3 separate regions of the Mus musculus genome follow, and all the other regions are linked to region 1. The links are chromatin contacts, called in public HiChIP or PLAC-seq and Micro-C maps. All regions are on one chromosome and are shown on one strand. Each heading gives the region's core, a stretch centred on a gene start, on an enhancer-like site or on the middle of the called end of the contact. The rest is flanking DNA. Distances are from core to core; before and after follow the strand shown.

Evidence for each region. A called contact is a pair of places that touch in the nucleus more often than the background predicts. HiChIP or PLAC-seq counts read pairs in DNA pulled down with a chosen protein or histone mark.
Region 2: a Micro-C map of trophoblast stem cells shows a contact between it and region 1, with 6 times the contacts expected there. The contact joins two enhancer-like sites. A contact is called at or near these places in 1 of 15 datasets of contacts at CTCF or cohesin (embryonic stem cells), 30 of 484 Hi-C or Micro-C datasets (the AML12 cell line, the Patski cell line, cortical neurons and 7 more) and 4 of 115 datasets of contacts at active chromatin or transcription factors (astrocytes, embryonic stem cells and pancreatic cancer cells).
Region 3: a FOXA1 HiChIP or PLAC-seq map of pancreatic cancer cells shows a contact between it and region 1. The contact joins two enhancer-like sites. A contact is called at or near these places in 3 of 115 datasets of contacts at active chromatin or transcription factors (epiblast stem cells, extraembryonic endoderm stem cells and pancreatic cancer cells) and 1 of 9 other capture datasets (embryonic stem cells).

Annotation. Positions count from the first base shown.
Region 1 is chr1:88,957,888-88,962,126 of GRCm38.p6, reverse strand. No RefSeq gene overlaps it. Among named protein-coding and RNA genes, the nearest start is that of 1700067G17Rik, 56 kb to the left of the region's middle. Within about 2 kb of position 2,201, at least 14 of the 459 cell types and tissues checked have an H3K27ac peak or open chromatin away from gene starts, as enhancers often do. A contact at or near this core is called in pancreatic cancer cells and trophoblast stem cells, where this site is marked.
Region 2 is chr1:88,748,926-88,753,164 of GRCm38.p6, reverse strand. No RefSeq gene overlaps it. Among named protein-coding and RNA genes, the nearest start is that of Platr5, 3.8 kb to the left of the region's middle. Within about 2 kb of position 2,369, at least 24 of the 459 cell types and tissues checked have an H3K27ac peak or open chromatin away from gene starts, as enhancers often do. A contact at or near this core is called in trophoblast stem cells, where this site is marked.
Region 3 is chr1:89,106,385-89,110,623 of GRCm38.p6, reverse strand. It overlaps Sh3bp4 (SH3-domain binding protein 4), which reads right to left. Exons shown (of 6, transcript NM_133816.3): 2 at 3,288-3,366. Among named protein-coding and RNA genes, the nearest start is that of Gm34331, 5.0 kb to the right of the region's middle. Within about 2 kb of position 1,828, at least 148 of the 459 cell types and tissues checked have an H3K27ac peak or open chromatin away from gene starts, as enhancers often do. A contact at or near this core is called in pancreatic cancer cells, where this site is marked.

The DNA of each region.
Region 1 (4,239 bases), core at 952-3,451:
CATGCATGCAAAGCATCCTGAAGACGTTATCACCACAAACAACATGAAGACAATGACAACTGGATAGCTCAAGTGCAGTTCTTGACATTCCAGATGACAAGAATCCACAGAAATCAGACTCCAGGAAAGAATTAACTTGGAACTTTCGAGATGATCCCTAACTTGTTTTCAACTCCCCGCCACCCCCACTCCCATTCATTGTATGTGCAGTAATATGCTTTCTCTGGGACTGGGATTGCAGCAGAAGACTTGTAACTGTGGTCTCCTGACAGAATGGAGCCTGCTTCATAGGCAAATCAGTTCCACCCTTGTTGTTAAGGTCTGTCCCAGTCCTGCAGCATTTGGCCTGAGGTGCTGGCTGTCACATCCACACTGGACTCCAGGAAAACATAACTGAATGACCACTCCTTTTGTTCTTGGTGGTTAGTTTTGTGTGTGTGTGTGTGTGTGTGTGTGTGTGTGTGTTTGAGATAATAGTCTTGCTATATAGCCCAGACTGTCCTTAAATGGGTAGTTCTGTCATTGTCCCTGATGCTAGGGTCATACATGTGACCCAAACTTAAAGGGCCACTTTTTTCTAAGTGCCTTTTGTTGTTCAGTTTTTGGAAGAAAGAGGCCCTTTCTTTACACTGGGATGAGAATGACCAAGGGGCACACCCATCCCCCACTATATGAGACCATTGCATAGAACGACTTAATTGGCCATGACTCTGAAGAAAAAGGTTCATCCAGAGACTAGGGGAAAGTGTCAAGAATGCCTGGGTAAAGTAGAGACTCAGCTGAAGAAATCCCAGAATGCTTCTTGTCTTATATAAATGGATGCAGAGGGCAGGTAGGTCTCCCCCACCTTGGCTCCTGCATGTGGTCTGCTTACCGGTGTGTCTTCTGGGCCCAGGCGGTGTCTCCTTTTTCCACTGATGTGCATCAGGTGCTCTTGTGTGGAGCCCACATGTTAATTCAATGGTAGCTGGATAACCAGATGGTACAGCTTCCCAAATTTCTCAGACCCACAGAACAAGCAAGGGGCTCTAGGGACTAGGGTCCTAGTCTGTAGGAGGAAATGACTCTGAGGCCAGGAGCCCCAACACTTGGAAGAAGCACAAAGACCACCCTGGGATGTCCCATGGCTGTTGACACTGCATCTGTGTGTTTACTGGCTTTTCTCTGCTTCCTCTATGAGTTATGACGTCATCGTAGTCACGATGGAGAGGTGAATAATTCTTCTTTTCCCAGTTCTAAAACTACAAATAAATTCATTTCCCCATATATCTGTATGTGTGTACACATATACATACATAAACATGTATATACTAAATGTAGAGATGTGTGCCTATATACATTTATAAGAATACAACATATATGTATAAAATGTTCCCTCTTAATGCTAGTGATCATATATATATATGTATATGTATATGTATACACACACACACATACATGAAATGTTGCTTTGTTTAAGTGTGAATGAGCACGTACACCCAGAGCCAAGCTTTCTGGTCAGGTCATCTGTATAGAATAAAGACAGATGGAGTCAGGCGAGTTAGAACTCTGCGGCCTAGAGCACCCCCCACCCTGCCCCTACACTTCTGTGCTCATGCGTACTTACTCTTAGCATCTGGAAGTATACAGGTCATCTGTGTTAGGGGGTACAAATTCTACTCTGTGCTTTAAGAAGGGCTTGGTGGCTAGTCCCTCACTGGGTCACCCATGGACACTCAGAAGGGTTTCTCAATTTCACTCTCCATTGCCCATGTTACTAAGAAGTGGGCAGCGCGATCTGCACATGGAGCGTGTCAGCTTCCCCAGCCGGGGATGGAAATCTTCTGTGGGAACGAAAACTCCCACTTCTTCTGACGCCTCCCACACCTCTGGATTTTGACATTCATACGCTATGGATCGTTGGCTGAAAATGATGTATTATTGATTTGTGTCTTAGAAACAGTACTTCCACCTTTCGGTGGTTATAAAAACATACGTTTGGGCTTTTCAGGGTGCGTTCAATAGCTAGTTTTTGGCATGCTTTGCTACCTCCAAAGTTCTCAGATGACCTCTTCCTGTCCCTGTCTGGAGAGTCATCTTCCTGAATACACTTTATTAACGTAGCCAAGGCTGCCCTCAGCCAAAGACCTTGCCCCCAGGCAGAGGGCAACACTTTGTCATCTGCTCTTAGGGACTCCAGCACTTAGCCAAATAAACTCGCTCCTCTCCCAACCACCCATTCATTATTCCTGACAGCAGAGCCCTGCCGGAGAAAGGCACTTGAGGGCTGCCTCTGAGCCACAGAGCTGTGACAATATCCAAAGGGGATTTCTCAGAAGTCCTGAGAGCCAAAGAGAAAAACAAGTAGCTTGTGTTAGGTGCTCTGACACATCATTCAGACGATGAACTTGACTCAGACTGTACTCACTGATAAAGTTCCCCAGACAGTGCTGGCAACTGGGACTCTTCCCAGTTCACTCCAATATTCATCAAAACTTGTTGACTTTGGGGGCTGGAGAGACAGACTAGTGATGAAGAGCACTTGCTTCTCTTGCAGAGGACCTGGGTTTGGTACCAGCACCTCCATGGTGGCTCATAACCATCTGTGACTTCAGTTCTAGTGTGACCAAACATTTTACTTTTGGGAAAGAGTGAGGAAGAATCCTCAAGTGGTACCACTCACTCATATGTGAATAGTCTTTCCTGGACATGATAGTCAATGGCCAGTGGTAGAGGGCACAGTTCAGTGTAATGGTAAACCCTGGGCACGGCAGGCCTGAGCTTTGACGTTATAGAACTCTGTGCGAGCCAATGGGCTTCTGGGCTCTCTGTGGTGGCTCAGGAAGCAAGGAGCTACGTGGACAGTGGGAGAGAGGTTGTATGAGGAGGAGGGTGGCATGACAGGAGAATACAGTGGACATTTGAGATGTGTGCCTGGACTCACCAGCACAGCCAAGGGGTCTGTAACAGAAGAGAGGTGGACCAGGAAAAAAGGGGAAGGAGGCTTAGAACTTGCTGGAGAGGGATTAGCAGACCTCTGGAAGGTGATTATGAGTTTGATAGGAGACAGGGATCTTTGAAACAGATCTTGTCATGGCTAGGCTCTTATGGGAGAACGAGACATTATGACAGCCATGTGGGGAGACAACTGGAGAGCTGGGGATAGAGATGGTGCAAGGAGGAGGAAGGGGGAGGATTTGGGCAAGATGTGATGGGTACTTGACGCAGGGTGACAGTGGAGTCAGGCACTAGAGATGCATGAGACCAGGCTCCCCTGTGTGATAGGATTTGCTGAAGGACTGGATAGAAAGGGAGAGGGGGAGAAAGAAGAAGGAGGGGAAAGAAGGAAGTTAAGAAATATAGTACTCAAAGTTTTAGACTGAGCGTCCCCTTCGGGGGGAGGGGTCTTGGTGTCTGTACTATATAACCCCAGGAAATGGTGTCACATCTGGGGTTCAGTCTTGGCCTCTGCTAGTGGCCGATCTGGCACTCAGCAGCAGCTGTAGCTAGGAAAGTCTTGATGAGTGAAACTCCATGTTGTTGAGCCCCCACACACCTCCATCTCTGCCACCCTGACTACTTTGTTCATGGCCCATTGGACAATGACAGGCATGTCTGGGGAAAGAGGCTGACTGCCCACAGGTCATCTTATCCACTTGATTACTGAGCTCCTCCTCTGCTGAAGTCACCTTTCAGTGATCACTTACAGGGACACAAGTATCATCACTTCCTTTGGCCATTTGGAGAGATCTAGCCATATCCTTCTTCTCCAGATGTCGTTCTCATCAATTTTCTAATTACACTCTTTCCAAGTCTCTGACCCACCAGCCAATTCATTGGTTACAGCCCATGAATCAGTGAACAATGGAACATCTGGCCCTTTCTCCTTCCAAAAATATCATACGACCATGTGTTCTGCCTGAAGCTCTGGCCACTGTGAAGATTCCCCTTCACTGATGTCTTTCAGGGTTGTCCCAGCAGAAGGTTGCAATGCTGCAGCTGTCCCCTTCTGGGTGGTGCCTACATGTCTTGTACAATCATCAGTAAGCTAGGTTCTCATTGTTTCTACCTCAGTCAACCGATCCTAGGGCTACATAGAGTCGCATGCTTGGGACCAGAAGGCATTGTAAGAGGAGTAGAAAACAGATGATTAGACAAATTCAGGGTTCCTATTGCTGGAACAAAACCAGGACCAAAAGCAAACTTGGGGACAAAAGGGTTTATTTGGCTTACATACCCTGGGTGACAGTCCACTGAGGG
Region 2 (4,239 bases), core at 1,120-3,619, 210 kb after region 1:
TAGAACTGATAGGGAAGCTTCACGCATGATACCTCAATAGTATGGCTGCCTAAACAAGACGTGAATAAGTATAGTGCCAACAGCCATACCAGCATAGAAAGGGGGCATGTTACAGGGCCCCACCCCTAGGTAAGTGCTACATGCAGCTAACGCCTGATAGAGAAGGGAAATTAGTTTTCCTCGGTGATGAGCCCCCAACTGGTTATCCAGTGTGATATGGTCAGTCCTAAAATCATATTCACACAACTGACATTGAATGAGCACAGCTGGATGAATTTATATATTTATGCACACACACACACACACACATCAGTAATATTTCAAGAAAAGGGCTATGAATTTGAGAGTGAAGAATGAGGATGGCTGAAGGAGGGATAAATTATGTAATTATATTTTAATTTTCAGAATAAAATAAGTTATTCAAAAACCAAGATGCTGGCCCTACTCATTGATTTAAATATAATCAGCCCCATTCTCTTCTACAGACTTGCAGAACAGCATTCAGCACTCTGTGCAGACCCCCCTCCCCCTCCCACGGATGCAGATGGCCTCACAGAGCCGGTGCTAACCCTAACCCGGCAGATGCAGCACTCTGCCAGTCCTCAAGACTTATTGAGATTTATTGAAATGTTATTTACACTGTGGAAGTTCAGTTCACTTCCCCTCCGCCCCGCAATTACTGTGAGCCCCTCTGCATTTAGAAGTCAGGAGAGCCCCCCTGTGGATATTCTGACAACTGTAATTTGCTATTCATATAAAGCCAGAAAAACAAAAACAAAAAAACCCAACCCAGGCCACTGACTTTTACATCTGCTTTGTGTGCATGATGGCTGAGCTTGATCTTGTGAGACAAGGACTTTGAGTGTCCATTGCCAGGTGCAAAATGAATGTGATTACAGGCTGGAACACGGCATCACCAGAAGCAGGGGCAAGTCACAGCCAGTTCCATGTTCTGTAACAAGGAGGGACAGCTCAACAGAAGCAACTCTGTTTGGAGACCTTCCAGAAGGAGGGCTCCGTTATCACAGGGGTCTCAATCCCATGAACTTCCCCGAAGCCACACTCTAAATTTAACCAAACCAGAACAAGTTAAAAATCTCTTCTAAAAGAAAAAAAAAGCTGTTTTTTTTTCTTTTTGCTTGTTTTTGGTAAATTATAACATGTATATGTCAATTGTGTCTCCCCTCTTATATACTGTGCTAGCCAGTCAATTGGTCATCTCAGTCAGACAATCTGCATTGGTATAGTGTTGCACATCAGCAGGATAAGAGAGGTCTTTTGATGGTTTAATATTAAGTATCTAAGATGTTATGCATCTGATACAAGCACTCACTGTATCCTTTGTAAGGAACTTGTGCGTCTGTAGCCTGCAGAACCCCAGGAAGCAAGCCTTCATAGGATATCAAGGGGATATCCCCAAAACCTGCGATGCTTGCTGGCCACTCTCTGACGGTCTCATTATTACTTCTGACATCATGGTACCAAGTGCCCTGGGATTTCCCACGGTCCCTCTGCATTACTGAGCTGCAGAGTCTAAGAGTCCGGACCCTACGCCGAGCCTCCCAATCTTTGCTTCCCGAGCCCAGGCCTGCTGCCCTGTCTGCACAAACACCTTGTGCTCTTCCTGTCACACTCTGGTGGGTGCTCAGTCATCCATGGGCCTGCTCATGGGATCACTCACCAAGGCCTGTCATCCCTTTCTTGAAACTTAACCAGCTCTCCCCACTCCCTTCCAGCCTATAGCTCTCTACACTGTGGCAACCTGCTGCCACTGGGTACTCTGAACACTGCCAGGGCTTAGTCTGTGCAACTAGGAACTTATTCCCTGCCTCAATCCCTCCCTCCAGGCTGTTGCCATGCCTATGTCACATTTAACAGTAGCAAAATTACACTTATAAATGAAGTAGCAGCAAAAGTAATTTGCCGGTTGGGGGGTCACTACAACAGGAGGAACTGTATTAAAGGGTTGCGGCATTAGGAAGGCTGAGAGCCATCGTCTCCTGAAACCCCACAGGGTCCTCAGCACTTCTGCCCCGTGTTCTCATGCTGGCCCCTGACCTTGCACTCAGGGATGTCCTGCATCCTTCCTGGGAAATCTGCCTTTCCCTCAAGGCACCCATAATGCATTCTGCTCTCTCTTTTCCCGTGCCTCTGTGCCAGACCAGCTTTAGGAGTTAACCTCCTGCTGGTCCTGAGCTGGGGGACAGGGCTATCACTATCTGCCTTTGTAATAAAGTACAGCCAGGAGTGACATGGACTGCGTTTCTCTGAATGTGCGCCTTTGACCAGGAGCAGACATAGCCAGGAGGAAGTGTTTGCATCCTGGGGTCCGTATGGTTATTATGTGAGCATCTGCACTGCAGATACTCAGCCACTCCTTTTGTGGACTCTGCTGACTCACCGTAGGTGTCTGTGTCAATCAGATAAACACCAGGGAAACAGGTTCTCTCTCTAAGAAAGCTACAACTAAAATCCAGGTACAATGGGAAGGGAGCCACTGTTTCTCTCACGGCTGGAAACCCTGTGCAGCCAGGGATTCGCATGAAGTTTCTGGAGGCCAGCGTATTAGCTACTCTTCTGTTACAAAACACCACGAGCAAAGCACCTTCTAGAAGAAAGAGTTTACGTGGGCTTATGACTGCAGAGGAATAAGAGCAGCAGGCATGGAGGCCTCAGCAGGAAGCCGAGAGCTGAGAGCTCACATCTTGAAGCCATATCATGGGGTATAGAGAACAAACTGAAAGTGATTTACATCTTTAATTTCTCAAAGCCCGCCTCCAGTGATGGACTTCCTCCAGCAAGGCTGCATTTCCTGAACCTCCCCAGACAGTGCCACCTGCTGGAGACCAAGTTTTCAAGCATCTGAGCCTATGGAGGGTATTTGTCACTCAAAGCAATTCAGCAAGGCTGGATAGGTAGCAGGTAGAAGCATGGCTTCTGGGTACTGCAGAACAGAGCCAATCAGATACAATGCCTCCCACCAGAGTGTCTATGATTAAAAAGTATTGTCAAGCGAGTGGAGACACAGGAAGTTATGCACACTGCTGGAGCAGATGGGGAAATGGCACAGATGTGTGGGAAACAATTTAGCCATTTCTTCCTTATTGGCATATATATATGTGTGGTATTTGCAAGTGTGTGGTGTGTGTGTATGTGCATTCATATGGAAGCCTGAAGTGGATGTTAGATTTCTTCATTGGTCACTCTATTTTATTCATTGAGGCAAGGTCACTTACTGAACCCAGAGCACAGTGATCCTGTGTAGTCTAACTGTTCAGCTAACCCGAGGAGACCCATCTCTGCCTCCCAATAGCATCACTAACCTGCATGGATTTCCAGTCCTCAGGCTTGCACAGCAAGCAGCTACACACTGAGCCACCTTCTCAGTCCTTGCCATGTCTTTAAAGAGCAAACACATCCCATCGGACCCAGTTGTTCTATTCTGGGTACTTACCCAAGAGCAATAAAGCACATGTCTGTACAAAGGCCTGCGCTCAGCATTCACCCAGACTTCTCTATGAAACCCAAATTGAAATAAGTGAATATCCATCATCAGGGGAGTTTACAGAGGAGGGCTAGCTATGAGACAGAACATTCCTTGTCAGCGCAGAGGGAAAAACTACTAGCTGTGTGTGATAGAGATGCTTCTCAAATATTTATTGAGAATACACCAAAAAAAAAAAGGCCACTGAGAGTTATCGGGTCCCCAGTAACCAAAGAAGATTACGTTACAGAGTAAAACAGAAAACAGAGGGGAGTGGCCATGGCCACTCCCTCATCCTAAGCCACACCCCAACCACCTGAAGCCATCTCATTAGGCCCCGCCTCCTGAAGCTGCTTCCCTGCGTTGCTGCGAGGGGGACCAAGCTTCCATCCCAGCAGTCCAGGGCATGGGTGAAAGGATTACCTCATGGGAGGTTTTGCAACAAAATGTCACGTGGGATTACAAAATATCCATGGGTTTTCTTTGTATCAGAACGCTTATCAGCTACAAGTATTTGGAACATTCTGGGTAACACTACGATTAAATCAGTTCCCAGTGAAGCAGGCTTCTCTCCTCATCATGAAGGACTGTGTCACCTGCTAATGGTTACATGGCCCCCTGGCCTGGGGTGGGGAAGGGGTTGGAGGGCGGCCACTGGAAGTCTACCCAGGAGGGCAGACTTATTTCGCACGATGCGTTAAAATCGTATAAATGATTTGTGTGTGAGACAGAAAGATAGAGAATACATAGGAACA
Region 3 (4,239 bases), core at 579-3,078, 150 kb before region 1:
ATTTGTTAGTGACTCTCCACGATGCATAAACTGGTTTTCTAAAGAAAAAGTCGATAGGCAAGCCACCATACATTGATAGAACCCTCCTTTTAGACCATTTAATTTCTTAATTGTATATTTGACATTTAAAGACATTTACCATCCCAATATTAACTTCACCTGTTAATTTCTACTCTGTGGCTCCTTGTGGTTCTCCAAACAGGTCCGTGATGGGATCAGGGATGTGGCACATGCCCAATGACTCCTGTGGCCTCCCAGGTACAGACTAAGAAGTGAGTTAAGGTACCCTGGAGGGCACACAAACCCGGTGGAATTCTAGGCCTGGGCTTTTCTATTTCACACTAACCCCCTGAGCTAAGCCGGAATGAGGCCCTCTCAGAGGCCTATTTTCTCATCTGTAAAATGGGCAGGGAACACAGAGAGCCCTGGGGCCTAAGAAAATTCAAAAGGAGCAGGTGATCATCAAAGCTGCAGGGGACTCTGAGCCACACGCTGGTGTGGAGCTGGTGTGGACCGTAGAGGGGGATGACGTAGTGGGAGAGGACAGGACACACCGGACAGACAGAGAGCTCAGGCTCTCCATGACCTCAGGCTCCCTGCTTGTTCTTACCTGCTGGGCTGAGCTCTGAACTGTCTCAGGTTAGAGAGCACGAGTTAGACAGACTCCCTGGTAGACAGACTAGAGGGAGGGGGAGCGCATGGCTAGGTAATAAAGGTGTCGAATTTCAAGAGGAGGGTTCCTCACCTCCCCACTCCAGACTTGAGACAAAAGCCTGGTAGCCTAAAATAAAAGTCCTGGAGGCTTTGGTCTCCCTTCCCTGCTGAAGGTCCACCTCAGCAAATTCAAGGCTAGGTCAGGACAGGTCACATAACAGTTGTGGGCCCACCAACATTCATCATACCTGTCTTCAAACTAACTAACCCTAAATTAGGGGAGAGAAAACTTCAGACAGACAGACAGACAGACAGACACACACACACACACACACACACACACACACACACACACACACACACACAGCCCTAAAGAGACTGATATCCCTTTGCAGGCATAAAGACATGCGGCTTTACAGACAGAGGGCCTTTTCTCTGTGTGCCTGCTGCATGCCTGTGTTTCTAACCTCATAAAACCCTTCCTTCAACTGCTGACTCTCCCTGCTCCTGTTTGCAGTGTTTCTACAATTTCTACAATGTTACCTGTGGTGCTTAAGACTTTTCCCGCCTTTTAACGAACCTATCAAGCAAGACCCCTATCTATCTATCACAGGTACACGGGCTGGTCACACTGGCCTCAAAGATGACTTGAACACTGCCCCCATCACTTTGAGCAGCAATATGCATGGTCATAGGGCAAAAGATTTTCAACTGGAACCAACTGGGGTCAGGAGCAGGCTAAGCTTTTGCACCTTATATAGCAGGTGTTCTAAGTAAACAACAGAAATGGCAGCGCAGCACTTTGGGCATCGAAACGCTGGGCAGCTCTCTATCACAATGACCTCTGAGCCAATCAGGCTATGAATATAAACACTGAGAACATGGGACAGTTGTTTTCCTGGGACAAAAATCACAGGAACTGACCACTATGTATCACAGCCACCAAGTGTTGGGCTTTCTGAGTGCTGTGATGACTGACGGGGAGTCCCTGAACTGCACCCAAAGATATATCATCTCGGGGTAAGCACCCTTTGCCTACCTCAGCACACTGGGTTCTCAGGTAGGAGACACCAAGGCCCACTGGCTCGCCTGAGATGACAGAGTCACCCCAGGGCACCTCCTATTTCCTCTTCCCTAACATCTCGCTGGCCCTGTGCATCTGGCAGAGCGCCAGAAAAAGCAAACCACACAAATACCACCCAGGAAAGTGCTGGGGCCAAAGAGCAGTCGCACCCTTTAGTCTCCTCCAACACAGATCAGAATAGGGCCTGCTCAACCAGCCTCGACCCGAATAACCAAGAGCAGTAAGGCTGAAGAGGGAGAGCAGAAGCAGCCCCCTGCCCCATTTCCTGTTGCACAACCCTCTGGAAACCACTGTGTTCACCCAGAGAGAATCAAGCCACAGCCACCCATAGTAAATTCAGAGCCCTTCCCCCCCCAAGCCCCCAATGCCAGGCCAAAAGAATGTGTGGAATGTGGATGGCTCTCAGCTTGTTTCCACAACCCAAACACATCACCATCCACAGGGCAAGGAACTGCACTTATAAGGAAAAGGCCTGCTGCTGGCCACTTCCTGGGCATTAAACCCCCAGACCTCAGGAGCCTGAACACTGACCCCAGCCAGGGCTGACAGCTCCTGCATACTTTGTGGTATCCCAGGACACCCAGGCACTCTCCCTACCCTAGTGCACATGTGGACTCGAACACAGACAAGACAAAAAAGATCAGCAGAGACGTAGAAACAAATACCAAGGAGCTTTCTTGGCTTCACAGAGGGCACCGTGGATTTAAAGAAAATGCCTGAACAACTCTTGTAGCCAGCAGTGGGCTTTATGAAAGTGCATATATGTTCCAGAATGGAAGATGACATGACCCAGCAGCTGGTCCTCAAATTGCTTTTGCAGCCTCCAGAGCAGGCACTCTGCACTCAGAGGTAGTAGCCAGAAAGACACAAGGTGCCGCCATGTCATGTGTAAATTCCTCCTCCACTGACTTTACTGGGGACAGTGACAGTCCTACCAGCAGTCAGATGGGAAAGATCAGAAACAAATCCAAGAACACAACACCATGTACCCACTAATCCTCTTCAGCCCTTCCTCCCGACACTCCTGGAAAGGGTGTGTGCGTGTGTGTGATCTCGAACCTCAGGGCCAATGGAACCAACTGCTCATCACTGGACTTGAGAAACTCATGTTAAAATAACAGCTCCTTTGTGCAAAGGCAGGACAGGCCACTGGCCCTGCCCCATGCTGTCACCAGAGACAGCAAGCTGCTGGGCTGGTTTGTCCATAGGACATGAATGGGAATTCTCAGAAAATAAACAGGAACGTGGCCATCCCGGAAACACACAGGTGCCAGCCTCAGGCAACTGACCTTTGCCGGCAGGGCTCACTGAACTGGAGAAGATGAAGGGGGGGTGGGTAATAAGGGAGGTGCTGGTGATACCTGTGAAAGGACACATCACCGGAAACTTCTGAAAGTTATTTCCCCTTGCTTCTGTGAATCTCTGTGTGCTGGAAGCCTTCCTCCTCTCTAACCCTGATATGCATTCACTGGCCTGTGCATCTCAGGCACCAAATGCTGCCCTACTGGGTAGAGGTTAAAGGGATCAACCTTATTAAGGGCCTGCTTACCTGCTGGGGGATGTTGGCCTCTTGATGTCAGAGGAAAAACTCCAAGACTCCACCTTCCATCCTCGAGAAGAGGGATGCCCTAGGAGACAGAAAGGGCAAGTGTGAGAAGATTCTGAGAGTCGACTCTGTTGTAAGTCTTTGCAGAGGTGGGGGTAGAGATAGACAGTTAGGCAGCAGATCCGTCACTGCAGGCCTCCCAGGCCTGCGCTGCTGGAAGGACACAGCAACCATCTCTGGGCTACCTCTGCTCCAGCCACTGGTTATTCTGCTCCAGCCACTGGTTATTATAGAGCAGCAGCCAAACCCAGGTAGATTCCAGCCCAATGGAGCAGGTGTGACACACCTCAGGTATCTCTGTGACACAGTGAGACAGCCACAGAATGACCACCAGCAAGGGCAGAGTTGATCACCATACACCATGTAAGATATGGTGGGGCTAAAGGCTTGAGTTCCCGACGCCATCTACCACACGTCAACTTTCAAGAACTGGGGTGCTTGTACGGCTGTGCACATTTATAGGAAAGCTGCTCTGGGCAGCGTAGGAGGAGAAGGGTCCATTCTGAGCACCTCCCTACCTCAAATGCCACTCTACACGTAACAGCTGTCACACACGCAGACCCATATCCGTGCCCCATACCTTCACAAACCAACCTCTGTGTCCCTGTCCCTGCATCTACGTCACGCACACCCACAGGGCTTCACCTCTGGTTCGATGGAAATACGAATCCCAGATGTACCGAAAGGTGGAAAGTAAAGAAAGCTGTCCTACCAAAGCACCCCAGCAAATGCCACTCGAGGAAACAAATGGGCCTTGTAAACACAGAGGCAGAGTTTGGCATCGTGGGCATCAGCAAAACATCACTCAGCTTAACGTATGTCACCTGAGAGGCTAGGACAACGTAAGGAGAAATGTTCATGAACAAGACAGACCTCAATCCCAAAGGACACCAAG